Linked DNA regions of Mus musculus: region 2 is linked to region 1. A link is a contact called in public HiChIP or PLAC-seq data. All regions are on one chromosome and are shown on one strand. Each heading gives the region's core, a stretch centred on a gene start, on an enhancer-like site or on the middle of the called end of the contact. The rest is flanking DNA. Distances are from core to core; before and after follow the strand shown. Region 1 holds the start of 2610301B20Rik (RIKEN cDNA 2610301B20 gene). Region 2 has its middle 5.0 kb from the start of Gm35429.

What was found. HiChIP or PLAC-seq counts read pairs in DNA pulled down with a chosen protein or histone mark.
Region 2: a contact with region 1 is called in an H3K27ac HiChIP or PLAC-seq map of embryonic stem cells, with 11 read pairs. The contact joins the enhancer-like site here to the promoter of 2610301B20Rik in region 1. A contact is called at or near these places in 1 of 39 promoter capture datasets (embryonic stem cells), 1 of 484 Hi-C or Micro-C datasets (bone marrow-derived macrophages), 6 of 115 datasets of contacts at active chromatin or transcription factors (acute myeloid leukemia, bone marrow-derived macrophages, embryonic stem cells and 1 more) and 2 of 9 other capture datasets (adipose tissue and liver).

Annotation. Positions count from the first base shown.
Region 1 is chr4:10,871,295-10,879,170 of GRCm38.p6, reverse strand. 2610301B20Rik (RIKEN cDNA 2610301B20 gene) reads right to left here and starts at 4,673. Exons shown (of 6, transcript NM_026005.3): 1 at 4,399-4,673. The coding sequence starts at 4,556. n-TSaga9 (a tRNA gene) reads right to left here and starts at 5,107; the gene lies at 5,026-5,107.
Region 2 is chr4:11,039,229-11,047,104 of GRCm38.p6, reverse strand. No RefSeq gene overlaps it. Among named protein-coding and RNA genes, the nearest start is that of Gm35429, 5.0 kb to the right of the region's middle. Within about 2 kb of position 3,499, at least 16 of the 459 cell types and tissues checked have an H3K27ac peak or open chromatin away from gene starts, as enhancers often do. A contact at or near this core is called in embryonic stem cells, where this site is marked.

The sequences.
Region 1 (7,876 bases), core at 3,424-5,923:
GAGGAAATGACAGAGGCTGGGATCAGATGATACAACATCAGTGTGGAAACTCAGTGCTTATTACAAACAAACAGTCTGAGGGGTGGAGGAAGCTGCTGTTGATGGTCTCTGTACACGATGAACTCTTTGTGAGCAAGCCTGACTGGGGAAGGCGCTGCCATGCCCTTGGTCTGAGGCACTGAGATCCTTGACAAGGAAGACCTTGTGTTAATAATATACTTTCAGACTTCAACCGTACTCACAGGAATAGGCTTTTTGTTGAGACAAAGTTATAGTATTTTGGTATAAAAGCATGTCTGTGCCTTACTATTATGCAGTTAAGATATTTAAGCAAATGTATTATATTAAAGAAAAAACTGGGAATGTACTTTCCTAAATTATGTCAAGCACTTACATAGAGAATATAAAATATATAGGTTATAAACAAATTCTAATACCATAAAAGTTGAAGGCAAAAAACCTCTTTTTTAAAAATCATTTGCTCGTGGGGAAAGAGGAACACTTCTCCATTGTTGGTGGGATTGCAAGCTTGTACAACCACTCTGGAAATCAGTCTGGCGGTTCCTCAGAAAATTGGACATAGCACTACCGGAGGATCCCACAATACCTCTCCTGGGCATATATCCAGAAGATGTTCCAACTGGTAAGAAAGGCACATGCTCCACTATGTTCATAGCAGGCTTATTTATAATAGCCAGAAGCTGGAAAGAACCCAGATGCCCCACGACAGAGGAATGGATACAGAAAATGTGGTACAATTAATGGTATACTACTCAGCTATTAAAAAGAATGAATTTATGAAATTCCTAGGCAAATGGATGGACCTGGAGGGCATCATCCTGAGTGAGGTAACCCCATCACAAAAGAACTCACATGTACTCACTGATAAGTGGATATTACCCCAGAAACTTAGAATACCCAAGATATAAGATACAATTTGAGAAACACATGAAACTTAAGAAGAACGAAGACCAAAGTGTGGACAGTTTGCCCCTTCTTAGAATTGGGAACAAAACACCCATGGAAGGAGTTACAGAGACAAAGTTTGGAGTTGTGACGGAAGGATGGATCATCTAGAGACTGCCATACCCGGGGATCCATCCCATAATCAGCCTCCAAATGCTGACACCATTGCATACACTAGCAAGGTTTTGCTGAAAGGACCCTGATATAGCTCTCTCTTGTGAGGCTATTCTTAGGCCTAGCAAACACAGAAGTGGATGCTCACAGTCAGCTAATGGATGGATCACAGGGCTCCCAATGGAGGAGCTAGAGAAAGTACCCAAGGAGCTAAAGGGGTCTGCAACCCTATAGGTGGAACAACAATATGAACTAACCAGTACCCCCTGGAGCTTGTGTCTCTAGCTGCATATGTATCAAAAGATGGCCTAGTCAGCCATCAGTGCAAAGAGAGGCCCATTGGTCATGCAAACTTTATATGCCTCAGTACAGGGGAACGCCAGGGCCAGGAAGTGGGAGTGGGTAGGTAGGGGAGTGGGGGGGAGGGCATCGGGGACTTTTGGTATAGCATTGGAAATGTAAATGAAAAAATTACCTAATTAAAAAAAATCATTTGCTCATGTCAGCAAATGACCCAAAAGAGAAAAATCCCTCCCCAAAGCCAAGAACCACTGCTACATGTCACAATATTTCAACTACTCCAAGTTCTTCAGGGAAAGCCACCAGGCCTACTGCCACCTAGACCATTTATTTAAAAGAACACTGAGCTGGGGACATAGCTCATATACTCTACTAATAGAGTGCCCGTTTAGCATGGACAAAGTCCTGAGTTCTAATGCCCAGCCAGCATTGCCCAGTCTCCTGCCACTACTCAAAAAAAAAAAAAAAAAAAAAAAAAAAAAAAAAAAATTAGTGTCAGGCAGACACTGTCCTAAGGCTTTCATTACTTCTATCTTTAGATGAAGAATAGGCACTGAGAGACTCTAAAGCTTGTACAAGGGCACACAGATAAAGGGCAGTTCACATACTTACATGTTATGGGACAACTGTTCCTAAAGTTTTTACATTGTGGACACTGTTACTCAACTTTAGAAATTTACTGGGCCATTTTTTTGGTTCCAATTCTTTAGAAGTGTATTTACTTTGAAGCCCTAACATGAGGATGTATCCCTCGTACCGAATGGTTAACCCAATACCTCCAGGCTTTACCTTTGTGGCTGCCCCTTCTCTCACTTTTATCCTTCATGTCTTTCACTGCCTACACTGGTATTTCCCTTCGCTTTAGAACTATGCTAAAGACTCTCTTCTAAACAAACCATCACCCCCACTCCCATCACTCTATAAAACTGTCCCTTGAAGCTGCCACTCTTTCTTACTCACAACTGGAGTAGCCTATATCCATTGCTTTAGTATCAGCAACACCCATGGTTTCCTCAATCTTACAGCTACTGACATTTGGGGTCACATAAGTCCTGTATGTCGAGAGGAAGCACTATTGGCCTGTCTAGGCTATTTTACAGGGTTCCTATCTACCTGCTAGATGCCTAAAGTATACTTTTTTCCAGTTGTGGTAACCATAAGAACTCATGTCACTGCAAAATCATCACTAGTCTAGAAATACTGATCTTATTCAAGTGCTTTAGTTTCTTTGAATATCAATACTTTATCTACTAAAACAGTATCTTTCAAACTGCTTTCAGGCGTAATGCTCTATCTCTGGACTCATCTCTGTATCTGTCAACTACAGGGAATTCTTACCTCAAATAATTACTTTCAGGTTTCTCAGTTCCAACCCTGGGTGGCCTATCACTCAGAGCTGAGTCTGCCTCTGCCTCTGGGGTTAACGGTGTGTCTGTCCCACTGGGCCCCAACTACAGAGACGCTCCCATGAGACTCTTCTTTGGTTTTGACGACAGACTGTCTAGGCTCTTTTCTCATATAATTCAAGAAGTTCAAGAAGCAGATGAATTTTTTTTTTGGTTTACTTTTTGAGACAGGATTTCTCTGTGTAGCCTTGGCTATCCTGGAACTTACTCTGTAGACCAGGCTGGCCTTGAGACAGATGAATTACTAAGAAGATGATGATGAGTATTATTTAGTTGAAACCTGGTCTTACTAAATTACCCAGCTGAGCCTCAAACTCATTCTTAGACCAACGCTATCAGGCCACCTAGATTTGGTGAATGAAGAGAGAACACCATTCACCTCATTGGGCGATAGGGGTAACCCATATCGGGGACTTAGCACAGAGAGAAGTAAACATTAGCAATTATTATCACAGCTATCATCTAGAGATGGTAAGTTAAGCCATGCAACCAGCAGGTGGTCTGTTCATAAACTCACAAATGATTTCCTTTGGCTTAGTGTAAAACTTCAGTGATGGCATTCCATACCAGAAAGGAACTGTATTTAAAACTTGGCTTAGGGTATTTGCTGTTGTTTTTTGCACAACTTCTAATCATTGTCCCTGATAAAAAGTTTAACACAAGTGATAACAGTTGTGATTCACTTTAGGCATTATAAATGTGCTAAGGTGGGGGCAGGGAGAGGAGGGTGTGGGTGGAGTCTGGTAGTCAGACACAGGCAGGAAAGATCACATGGCTGGGGAGAAGCCACAGAAATGGCCATCCTTTCAGTGTGGAGACAGTCTAAGCTTCTTTATGTTGGTTCCAAGATGAAAAGGCCTGACAAATTCTCTCCAACCACAAAGGAACAAAACCAAGCCAAACACAAAGCAAACACTGCAAAGTAATACCTTATACATTAATGGAAGAAACACCAGCCTTTCCCCCAATGGTCTAGGCAAGCGGCAGGTCCTAGCAGGAGTTATTACTGAGCCTAAGATCTCACTTTAAAGGATAATGCAACGACGCCTGCTTTTTATTGTTGTTGTTCAAATCCCCAAAGATTTAAGTGTCTTTAAACTTCGACCTGGATATAATAGGACATTTGCTGGGTCCCTTAACTTTGGAGACACGGGGAATGGCAGGCAACTGGGCAATTTATTTAATTCAGATATTTGCAATGGATACTCTTAATAATTAAATATACTCTCATCTAACTCCTCGAGCTTAAACAAATCAGACAATAAAATGGTCTTCTAACAGCTGGCCTACCGGTTCCCTAAGGGTTGCCTGGTAACGGCGTGAGAGGCACGACATTTGCAGTCAGGGCCCCTCGCCGATGAGAACGCTGTGGGTCTGGTCAGCGTGGCCCTGTCGTGTCTCAGGGGAGGGACACCCCGATCCACGTCAGGTTAGGGCTGTCAGGTAGGGTCTCAGCTCCCTCAGGCTCGCCCAGGGGCGGGGTCTGAGCCGTGACCCGAGGGCCGTCGAGGGCTAGGACAGTAGCCCAGGCCGCGGGGGCGCGCGGCGGCGGAGGCCGGCTTAGGCGCCCCGAGCAGGGCTGTAGCAGAACCGTCCACCCGCCTGCGTTAACCTGAGAGTTTCTTTCTCCTGGGCTCCGTTCCGGTCGCCGCTGTGCGAGCCGCCGCCGCCGTCGCCTTTGGGCCGCTCACCCAGGTCCAGCCTCAAGGGGTCGAGTCTGCAGAACTTGGTCTCGACTTCATCCAGAAGTTCGTCCAGGTCCTTCGCCATCTTGAACAGACGCGTCTTTCTCTCCCGAGCCTCGCTGGCCGGTGGTTTCCACGGCAACGCGAGAAACCGACGCGCCCGGGAGCGGGTTCCCCACAACCTTCCGCGCCTGCGCAAACCTCCGGGCGACTCGGGGGGCGCGCGCGCTGCCGCGGCGCTGACGGGCGCGCACTCGCGGTGGCAGGGGGTCCCGAGGCCCGGGGACCCGCTGAGGCCGGCCGCCGCGGATGTTGTCGGTGGGTCCTGCGTGCCCGGAGCGCTTCCCTTGCCGTCCACGCAGCCTGTGGGCCCGCTTTGCCCTTCACCTCTCCCGCTCCGCTCCGGCGCCTGATCACAAACAGTCTCTCTTTCCACCCCAACAGCCTCTCTTTCCACCCCGTGGCGACCCCTGGTCGCTTTGGCAGGCTGTATGTTTCATCGGGGAATCTGCAGATCCAAAATTATTCATTCGGTGGCAAAAAACATTCCCTTCCGTAGTCGGCAGGATTCGAACCTGCGCGGGGAGACCCCAATGGATTTCTAGTCCATCGCCTTAACCACTCGGCCACGACTACTGGTGATGCTAATTTTGGCAGGAAGATTCTATGTAGACTCTGCATTGGAAACTTATGCCGCACTCAAGCTGGCTTGGATCGGAGTGAAAAAGCTTAAGCACATTCGAACATTGTGCTTTGAAGAATTCTGCCCCTCTTTTCTGTGACATAAAAGTGTTGGAGCTGAGTCTTCAAAGCTAGAGTGGGGGGTGGGGGGGGGGGTGCGGTCGAGAGGAGAAAGGGAGGGAGAGAAGCGAGAGAGGGGCCCCGGCTACTTTCTTATTGATAGAGGCATTTGCAGTAGAGAGACTGGAATTGCAGGACCTCTGGCCAGCCTCCCAGCTTCCCCGCACACTTCTAGTTTTCCTTTGACAAGCAGCTCCTAGACCGTTTTTCTCTCATTACCAATAAAATAGTGATTCCTATCAATTTATGAATCGCAAGACTGTCTCACCAGGATATGAAGCACTACTTTGAAAAAGAATATAAACCACGGTGCAAAACCCAAAACAAAATAAAGCAAAACAAACAAAACAAGCCCCCACAGTATTTTCAATTCTTATGGTTTGAGCAGGCAGTCATATCTATATAGCCTGGGCTAGCCTTAGAACTTGAGGTCTCTCCTACCTCAGCCTCCCTGGAGTCGGTTTGTAACACAGACCTAGATCACAGCACCGCTTCATGAACATAGCGAGCACATTGCATTTCTAAAGTTGTATTAGCCAAGAAGTCGGCACTCTGAGTTCGGCAGACATCTGAGCCAGGTGATTTGTTAGTTTCATTTACTTAATTCGTTCAAAATAGTTTTAAATTTCCCGAGGAGCAACATGTAACGGTGCGCAATATAAAAATGGTAGGTAACAGCTCACCAGAAGCCTTTGGAAGGATGATGGTTTTTTTTTTTTTTTTTTTTTTTTTTTTTTTTTTTTTTTGGCGGCCTATTGTTGAGTGCAACCATTACTTAAAATGTAATGTTATAGTAAAACAAAGGTAATGTCTGGCAAACTCTAGCTGTTTCTCTGCGTGGCCTTGCTGCTGTCGAGCCTGTTTACATCATAAAATTTGTAAGAACTGTGAGTTTGTTTTTTTTTTTTTTTTCTTCTGAGGTTAGACCTAGCAGTCTTTTTTCACAAGGCTTTCAGAATCAACCTGTGGTCATTGCTTCCCGTTTCATGCTCCCAGGGGCCTGGGAGCTGGTTGGAGCTGTCGCCAGTTTTTCATATACTCCATGCCCATGGCATTTCTATTCCATGCTTGTTGGTTGTCCTGACCGCACTTTCTTGATTGCTCTACTCTCCCTTTTTTCTCTTTTCTTACTCAGTCACATGAAGGAAACGTCTAATCTGCCATTTTACCTTGGGAATCTTTTTTTTTTTTTTAATTGAAGACAAGCCTTTCTAAAGATACATTTGTATTAGTTTTAATGCGCGTGTATGTATATGCATGTGTATGGCTGTGTGTGAGTATGTACATGTATGTTCAGGTGACTGGAGCTGGAGCTATAGGCGGTGGTGAGCTGCATGGTGTGCGGCGGCTTTGCAGGAACAGCCTCTACTTTGGATGTCTTCTCATCAATTTTATAATACTTAAAAAAAGAGAACAAGATGTTTTGTCCTAAGATTGTACCTGGAACCGACTCCAGTACAAACACAGGAAGAAGCCACTTGAAAGGTTGCCCTTGGGGCTGCTGAGATGGCTCAGCTGCAGGGAACTCTTGATGCTCGTCACAAGACCTAGGCTTGATTCCCAGCCCACATCTCCAGTGGCTCACAACTGCCTGTCACTCCAGATCCAGGAGGATCCAACATCTTCTGACTTTCACAGGTGCTCCTGTGTGTGTGGAAATTAAAAAACATTTTAAAAGGTTACTCTTGCAATTTGCTTGTACGGCAAGTAATAAATAGTTGCTCTCCAGTTGATAGGGCTAAATTAAGGATTTGTGAATCCTTGTCCCAAAGTTTTGAAAACATTCTGAGTTTCAGATATTTCATAAAGGAGAATAGGCAAGTGTCTCGAATAATCTAACATGGTGAAAGGAGTATGCCATATTTCATTATATGTACTTAGTATTCCAAAGATGTTTTAAAAGGTTTTTATGTTTTGAGAATTTTTTTATTGCATGAATTCTTGTTGCCTTGCAACTTCACATTCTTTCTTTTTCTTAAAAAACAAAGTTGGCTGGGCAGTGGTGGCGTATGCCTGTAATCCCAGCACTTGGGAGGCAGAGGCAGGCGAATTTCTGAGTTCGAGGCCATCCTGGTCTACAGAGTGAGTTCCAGGACAGCCAGGACTACATAGAGAAACCCTGTCTCGAAAAACAAACACCCAAAACAAAACAAAACAAAACAAAGTCAAGGGCTGGAGAGATGCCTTAGTGGTGGGAGTGCTTGCTGGTCCTTCAGAGGACCTGAATTGGGTTTCCAGCACTCACATGGCAGTTCACAGCTGTCTGCGACTCCAGTTCCAGGGAGTCTGACAACCTTATACAGACATACATGCAGAATTCCTTTTGGCCAATAACCTAAAAAGATGTAACCCACTCCTGGTATTGCAGGTTTTATTGGGGGGTATACGATGTCTGCTTGGTGTATTGTCTTCTTCATTATATGAGGGCTCCATTTATATTGCTTTTACATATGTATATATTTTAGGAAGCTTCTACAATAGGTTTTCCTATGGCTTTTCAAAGGACTTTAATGTTAGTGTCCCTCTCTGTTGGGAGCCGCGCCCACATTCGCCGTTACAAGATGGCGCTGACAGCTGTGTTCTAAGTGGTAAACAAATAATCTG
Region 2 (7,876 bases), core at 2,250-4,749, 170 kb before region 1:
AGACACACCAGAAGAGGGCATCAGATCCCATTACAGATGGTTGTGAGCCACCAGGTGGTTGCTGGGAATTGAACTCAGGACCTCTGGAAAAGCAGTCAGTGCTCTGAACTGCTGATCCTTCTCTCCAGCCTGAGGATAATTATTTTTTAAATCAACCATTTCATAAGTAAGAAATAACCACCATTAAATGAATTAAGTCCTCCCCATTTTTTTCTCAACATACATGTAACATTAAAAATGGTATCCAGCTAGGCACTGTGCCACATGTCTATGATCGCAGCACTACCAAGGTAGAGGCAGACACCTTGTCTCAAATCCAACTAACCAACCAACAAAATAGCTGTGGAGGAGAGCCGGGTATGGTGGACATGCCTTTAATCCCAGCACTCTGAAGGCAAAGGTTGGCAGATCTCTGTGAGTTTGAAATCAACTTCGCCTACATAGTGAGTTCTAGGACAGCCAGAGCTACATAGTGAGACCCTATCTTGGGAAAAAAAATTAGCAAAACAAACAAGGATGAGGGGTAAAGATGGACAGACGGAAGCCTAGGGATGAAGAAGAGCAGGAACTGCTTGTGAGAGGACCAGAGTTGGGCTCCCAGCACTGCAGGGTAGCTCAAAACCACCGCACTCCAGCCCCACAGGCTCCTGCCCTCATGTTCAGATATACACATAATTAAAATAAATATGAAAAATAGATGGAGGGGAAGATGCTAATATAGGCACACAAAAGCTTTAAAATTTTTCAACTGTATTGTTTTTGTTTTTGTTTTTTCAAGTTAGGTTTTTTTTTAGCCCTGGCTGTCCTGGAACTTGCTCTGTAGACCTAACTGGCCTTGAACTCACAGAGATCCACCTGCCTCTGTTGACCCAGTGCTGGGATTAGAGAAGTGTGCCTCCACCCACCTACTGGCTTTCAATTGTCTTTTAAAATGTTTTAGTGGGGCTAGTGAGATGGCTCAATGGGTAAGAGCACCCGACTGCTCTTCCAAAGGTCTGAAGTTCAAATCCCAGCAACCACATGGTGGCTCACAACCATCCGTAATGAGATCTGATGCCCTCTTCTGGTGTGTCTGAAGACAGCTACAGTGTACTTACATTAAATAAATAAATAAATAAATAAATATTTAAAAAAATAATAAAATAAAATGTTTTAGTAAGTCTGATGACCAAAGTCCTGTCCCCCAAACCCGAGGTGAAGAGGGAGAACCAGCTGACCCCCAAAGCTATCCTCTGACCTTCATGTGTGTGCCACACTTCATGTCCCCCTCATCATGCACACATACGCTAATAATAAGCTATAAAAATTGATTTTGTCTTTTTGGGGTTTGTTTTTGATAAAGTTTCCCTGTGTAGCCCTGGCTGTCCTGGAACACACTCTGTAGATCAGGCTGGCCTCAAACTCAAAGATCCAAAATCGACCTGCCTCTGCCTCCCGAGTGCTGGGACTAAAGGTGTGCACCACCACAGCTCAGCTGGTGTAGAAATTTTAAAGAAGGAAATTGTATTACTCAGGCTTCTTTAGAATAACAGAACGTATAGAATGTGTGTGTGTGTGTGTGTGTGTGTGTGTGTGTGTGTGTGTGTGTGTGTAGAAAGGGGATTTATTTAAGAATAACTTAGTCTGTGGTCCCGCTAATCCAACAATGGCTGACTGTAGCTGCTCAGTCCATGAGGCTGGATGTCTCAGACTGCCTTCAGTATACACTGGAATCCTGAAGAGGTAGGTTGTAATGCCAGTGAAGGAATGGACGTACTAACAAGTAGAGAGCAAACAGGCAGGAACTTTCTTGTCAAAGTATAACATAATAAAAACAGAATTCTAGGCCTTTAGGCCCAGGCTTGGGAATGTGGCCTTTGTAAAGGTATGCTAATCATAAAAGAGATAGCGACATTCCTCTACCCACCCGCTTCCTGGGTTCAAAGAGTGCTCATTCAAAGAAAGTCACCCTGGCCATTGCCAGAACCTGCAATGCAAATGTGCTATTGTTAGAGGCTCTTAGAAGCTGTCTTGAGAGTTAACAATTACCAGGTATTCCTTGTGACTCTTGTAACTTTACACTTCCTTGTGACTCTTAACTGGTATCTTTGGTATCTTCCAACAACGCCCTCCCCACTTCCTTGAGTTTCGGTTTCTTCCTTTAAATACCCCCTTACTCAGCTACACGGGGCGCCATGGTCCTCTACCCCTACGTGGTGTATGACCGTGGGCCCGAGAGAGCGCTCTTGAATAAAAATCCTCTTGCAGTTTGCAACAAGACCGTTTCTTGTGGGTGATTTTGGGGTGTCGCCTCTCCTGAGTCAGAACGTGGGGGAGTCCTCATGTTGTGGGTCTTTCACTTGCATGTTCTTATATAGGCTTCCAGATTAGATCTAGATTAAATATCTGGATTAAAGGTGTGTCCTTCTATCTCTAAAATCTGGATTAGAAGTAGATCTTCCCATTTCCAATTAAGCAGAAATACCCCACAGATGTGCCCTCAATTTGGGGGGGGTTTACTTAATTTCAAATGTATCAAATTGATATCCAAGAATAGCCATCACCAAGGTTCTCATATTTCATTGTATAAAAGATGGTTGTAATTTACTGGGGATGTATATTTTTATGGTTATAATTCAGATAAAGAGTTTGACTCGTATGAGACCAACTTGCCTTAAATCGCCGACAGAAGTATGTGAGCTGCTGCCATTACCTGGTGTTCTCTGCATGCCAATATTTACAGGTGTGGGCAGAGTGGAGTGCAGGATCCGTGCGTGGGTCCTGTGGATCCTCAGGGAGGCAAGGAGTCACTGCCTGTGCCATGAACAGGGTTGCAGGTCTTTAGACATATTTAAAAGTCATTTGTTTAGCCTTTCGTTTAATTCCCTTACACATTCCATATGAAAAATATCTTCTCACATTTTTGTAATACCCTTGTTCTTCAGATTTTCCGGGCTTTAGTTCCACAAGGAATTGGTCTGAGGCATGGTGTACACTGTAGAGCCACAGAAGGCCACCCAGACGAGAGTTTCTTCTTCCTGGGGATGTCACCCTCAGCATCCATTCATTTTCCATGTGGGTTTGAATCAGAAAAGTATTTAACATAAACTGGTGGAGATCACAGTCTAATGAAATGTTCTTCTCAGAACATACTTGAAGGTTTAAGGGGGGTGGTCACTTGCCGCAGACCCTCTGGGTCCCTTTGTCTGCGTGGAACGGGTCTCTAGGGCAGGTGGGCAAAACATTGGCGGGTGACAAACAGACCAACACGTGAGATTGTGTAGAATCTGAATGTATTGTCACAAAGTGAACACCAATCTTATATAGTACAGAAAATACAAAGGGTAGCAGGCAAAGTACATTGAAGTTACCTGAACAAAACAAAGGAATGACTTCAAAAGGATTTACAGGAACCAGGTAAATGTTTATAGTAAAGATAAAGCAGTCCTGACTAGGGTCAGTTTAGTGACGGGCAAGGATTTCACACTCTAGTGTTATACCTTTGAACCTTGTGAAGGCAAGCACCAGGGGGTACTGCTCTTGGCAGGCCTCATGAATAATGCAATATCACAACCCCCCTAATTCCCAGACCTTGCTAAATTCTTATGTGAGTGTAACTTTTAAGTATCTGGAGAATCTCCATTTGTCAGAAGAATTTACCAACTTGCTTCTAATATGCAATGTAGCCTGTACTGAAGATTTCTATCTCAGTGGGATTCCCTGGCTCTTTCATGGTATTCCCTTGTTTGGGTGCGATTTGCTACTGTAAACACCTTGCAGACCAGCTCTCAGCTACTGGCTCCGTCTTTTGTAATGCTTAATTAGTAACTGAATAGGTTAACTTCCTTACTGCATTCTTACAGGATTCTAAGCTCACAGGCTTCTGGGACCTTGGAACACTGGGGAGACTTAACTATAACAGAATTTTTCCATACACCAGACTAAGGGAATAGGGTATGAGTATATGGGTAAATGAGAACGCCAAAGCTCCAGGAGGTGAGTTTCCTTGAAACTCTTTTCCTCGTGAGTGCTTTCAGACTTTCAGCCTGTCAAGCAGACTTGACCAGAGGGCGTGGCAGTCACTCAGTCATGGTCCATTTGAACATTTTCATACAGCACAAAGATTTTCATGTTGTTTTAAGACAGGGCATCACTATATGTCCCTGGCTGGCCTAGAACTCTCCACGTAGACCAGGCTGACCTTCAGAGATCCACCTGCCTCTGCTTCCAACTCCTGAGATTACAGGTGTGCATTAGCACACTCAGCTGCTACTGTTTTAAATCTTGTCTGGTGTTAGGTAGAATAGAGTCTTGGTAATTTTATTTATTTATTTTACACAAGGTCTCATGTAGTCCAGGCTGGCCTTGAACTCACTATGTAGCTGAGGACGGCCTTGAACTTCTGGCCCCTTTAGTGCCTCTGCTTCTTGAGGCTGAGATTACAGCCACGTCAAGTGAGGGAAACTCGGTCTCTGGCCTTACTTGTTCACTGTCTATCTATTGATACCACTCTGGCTGCACACAGTAGGACTGTGTTCTCACTTTTCTTCCATCTGTCTCAGTCTTGGTCCTTTCCCTTTTGAAACAGGGTGAAGGCAGTAGAGTGTAAACTGGAAGTCTGGAAACCATTGAGAGTCCTTGTGTCTAAGCACAAGAACACAGTCAGCTCTCTATCATCTTAACTTGTTTTTATTGCCTGGGTATTTCTAGTATGTTGACATGTCCCATTTCCACATAGATTAGCTGGAATGAGAGTTACAACCAAGAAAAGTGGCAAGCAGGGCCTGGGGGGTCAACCATGAAGCAGGAGGCCAAATAGTTTAGCTTCCCAAGCCAGTGTTCACCTAAGTACAGCTTCCAGGTTCACTGACTGTGTGGGAGCTCCTGCCAGTGGGGACTGATTCCCACATACATCTAACCCTGCCCTAACCTCATACCAATCTGTCAAGAGAAAGCGGAACTTAAATCCAGCTTCACCACTTGGCCTCTCTTGACACTGGAGCAGTAAGGGCCATTAGCTGCTTGGCCCTGTTCTACCGCAGGCATCCACCGATACCACTCTGGCTGCACACAGTAGGACTGCACCCTCATGTTTCCCATGTGGCCTCCACTGACAGTGTTGCCTTCATCTGGTGCCCCATCTAGGTCTCTTCTGACATTCTCATGAGTTAGGGGATACCTGTGTATGTGTGTGCGTGTGTGTGCGTGTGTGTGCACACGAGTGCACGTTTATACTGAGTGGTGCTGCACTGACCCATTGGGGTTGGGGGTGGGGCCTAGGGGAAAGTCCTGGCTGTTTGTGGCATTATCTGGTTCACACGAGTGGAGATGGAGTCCTTTATTGTGGCATAATGAAGGAGAGAGTCTGGTTGAATGGGAAAGAGGTCAGATTTTTTTTTTTTTAAGATTTATGAATATACTGTAGCTGTCTTCAGACACACCAGAAGAAAGCATCAGATCCCATTACAGATGGTTGTGAGCCACCATGTGGTTGCTGGAAATTGAACTCAGGACCTCTGGAAGAGCAGTCAGTGCTCTTAACCACTGAACCAACTCTTTTTTTTTTTTTTAAGATTTATTTATTTATTATATGTAAGTACACCATAGCTGTCTTCAGACACTCCAGAAGAGATTCAGTAATCATTACAGATGGTTGTGTGCCACCATGTGGTTGCTGGGATTTGAACTCAGGGCCTTCGGAAGAGCAGTTGGTGCTCTTAACCACTGAGCCATCTTTCCAGCCCCTGAACCAACTCTTAATCCAAGTCCCAGAAGTTGTCAGTTTTATTCGTGTTTTTTAAGCTAGAACCTGTAGCTACTGTCAAAAGCTTTTTTTTTTTTTTTCCTTATTAGGCTGTCCATTTCTTGGTCCTCTTTCTTGGTCTTGTTGCTATAAAACAATACCTGAGATGGGGTGCTTAATAAAGAAAAAAGGTCTGTTTGGTTCACAGTTCTAGTTCTTTTATAAAGTACAAAATATATGACTTTGGTATCTGTCAAGGGCTCCATGTCTTTGTTACAACCCAGATATGAGCCGGGCGTGGTGGCGCACGCCTTTAATCCCAGCATTCGAGAGGCAGAGGCAGGTGGATTTCTGAGTTTGAGGCCAGCCTGGTCTACAAAGTGAGTTCCAGGACAGCCAGGACTACACAGAGAAACCCTGTCTCGGAAAACCAAACCAAACAAAACAAAACAAAAAACAAACAAACAAAAAATGTATGGTATCTTCAGCAATGCCTCCTTCCTCTGGTGAAGCTCAGTCCCACTGAATACATCTACAAAACACTTATATAGGTAAGGTTTAGGGAACACTGCAGAGGAGGGACAGAAAGATTTTGAGAGCCAGAGGATCAGTTTCTGTGAGATTGTGTCTCCTAGTAATGTCAGAAGCTAGACCCATAAATTTAGTCTCACTAACAGGACTGCCCAAACTTGAGTTGAACATAGATGACACCAATAGACATGTCAAAATGGACAGAGAAGAATGTATGAGGTTTTAATTCTATACAAAGAACTACAGATAGCTAAGGATAGTCAGAGAAATAGTCTTTCCCAGGGAAAAGCACACCAATTGGTTATCCAACACCAAATGGTCAGCCTTGGAAACATACACAAGTAAGGTTATGTAGATTAAACAGGTTATATTTAGGAATCTGTAAGTATATGCACATATATATAGATAGATAGATAGATATAGATATAGATATAGATATAGATAGATATAGATATAGATATAGATATAGATATAGATATGCCTTAGTTAGGGTTTTACTGCTATGAACAGACACTATGACCAAGGCAACTCATATAAGGACAACATTTAATTGGGGCTGGTTTACAGGTTCAAAGGGTCAGTCCATTATCATCAAGGTGGGAGCATGGCAGTGTCCAGGCAGATATGGGGTTGTAGGAGCTGAGAGTTCCACTTCTTGTTCCAAAGGCAGCTAGAAGACTCGCTTCCAGGCAGCTAGGATGAGGGTCTTAAAGCCTACACCCACAGTGACACACCTACTTCAACAAGGCTACACCTCCTAATAGTGCCACTCCCTAGGCGAAGCATATACAAACCATCACAACATATATGCACATAACAACAACTAATGACAAATGAGGCCCTGAATTTGAAAGAGTGAGGAGAGGTATATAGGAGGGTTTGGAGGGAGATAAGAAAAGAGAAATGTTGTGATTGTATTATAATCAAAAGAAAAAAAAAGTGGAGTATCCAGTATACAAATCTATGAGGTCCAGAGTCACGTCTGGGCCCATACAATACACCTCTGAAATAAAAGGAGACCTTCTCCTTGAGACACAGAGCCAGCCTTGCCTGCCTTGGATGCAGTTCGTGAGATAAGGATGTTCTAAGGACATGAAGGTTCAGACTGGCTGAAAGAGTGCTCCAGAATGTGCATCGGAATTGTTTTAAGTCAATCATGAAACATCACTAACACTTAAACTGCTTAGAGGGCTCAAGGGCACAGTCATTAGGAGCACACAGAGTTCTTACAAAGGATCCGAGTTTGGTTCCCAGCCCTCAAGGCAGGTAGCCCACAACTGGCTGTAATGCCAGTGCCAGGGGATCTGTCACCGTCCTCTGGCCTCCAAGAACACCAGAACACACACACACAATCAAAATTTAAAAAACTGTTTATATGTATTTGTAAATTAAAGTCTGGGAATGTGTTGAGGTTTAATTCAAACATAATTCTTATACCCCCAACTGTATGAAGGCCCAGCACTATATCAGGCATCACAAATAAATGTGAAGTGGTAGCCATAGTCTTCAATGTTCTGTCTTAGGGAAGTCTCAGCTATAGTCTCAACCATAGAATAGACAACCGAGATTATATACATACAAAATTTACCCATTTTATATTGTTTAAATGTCACGTGTCTCATG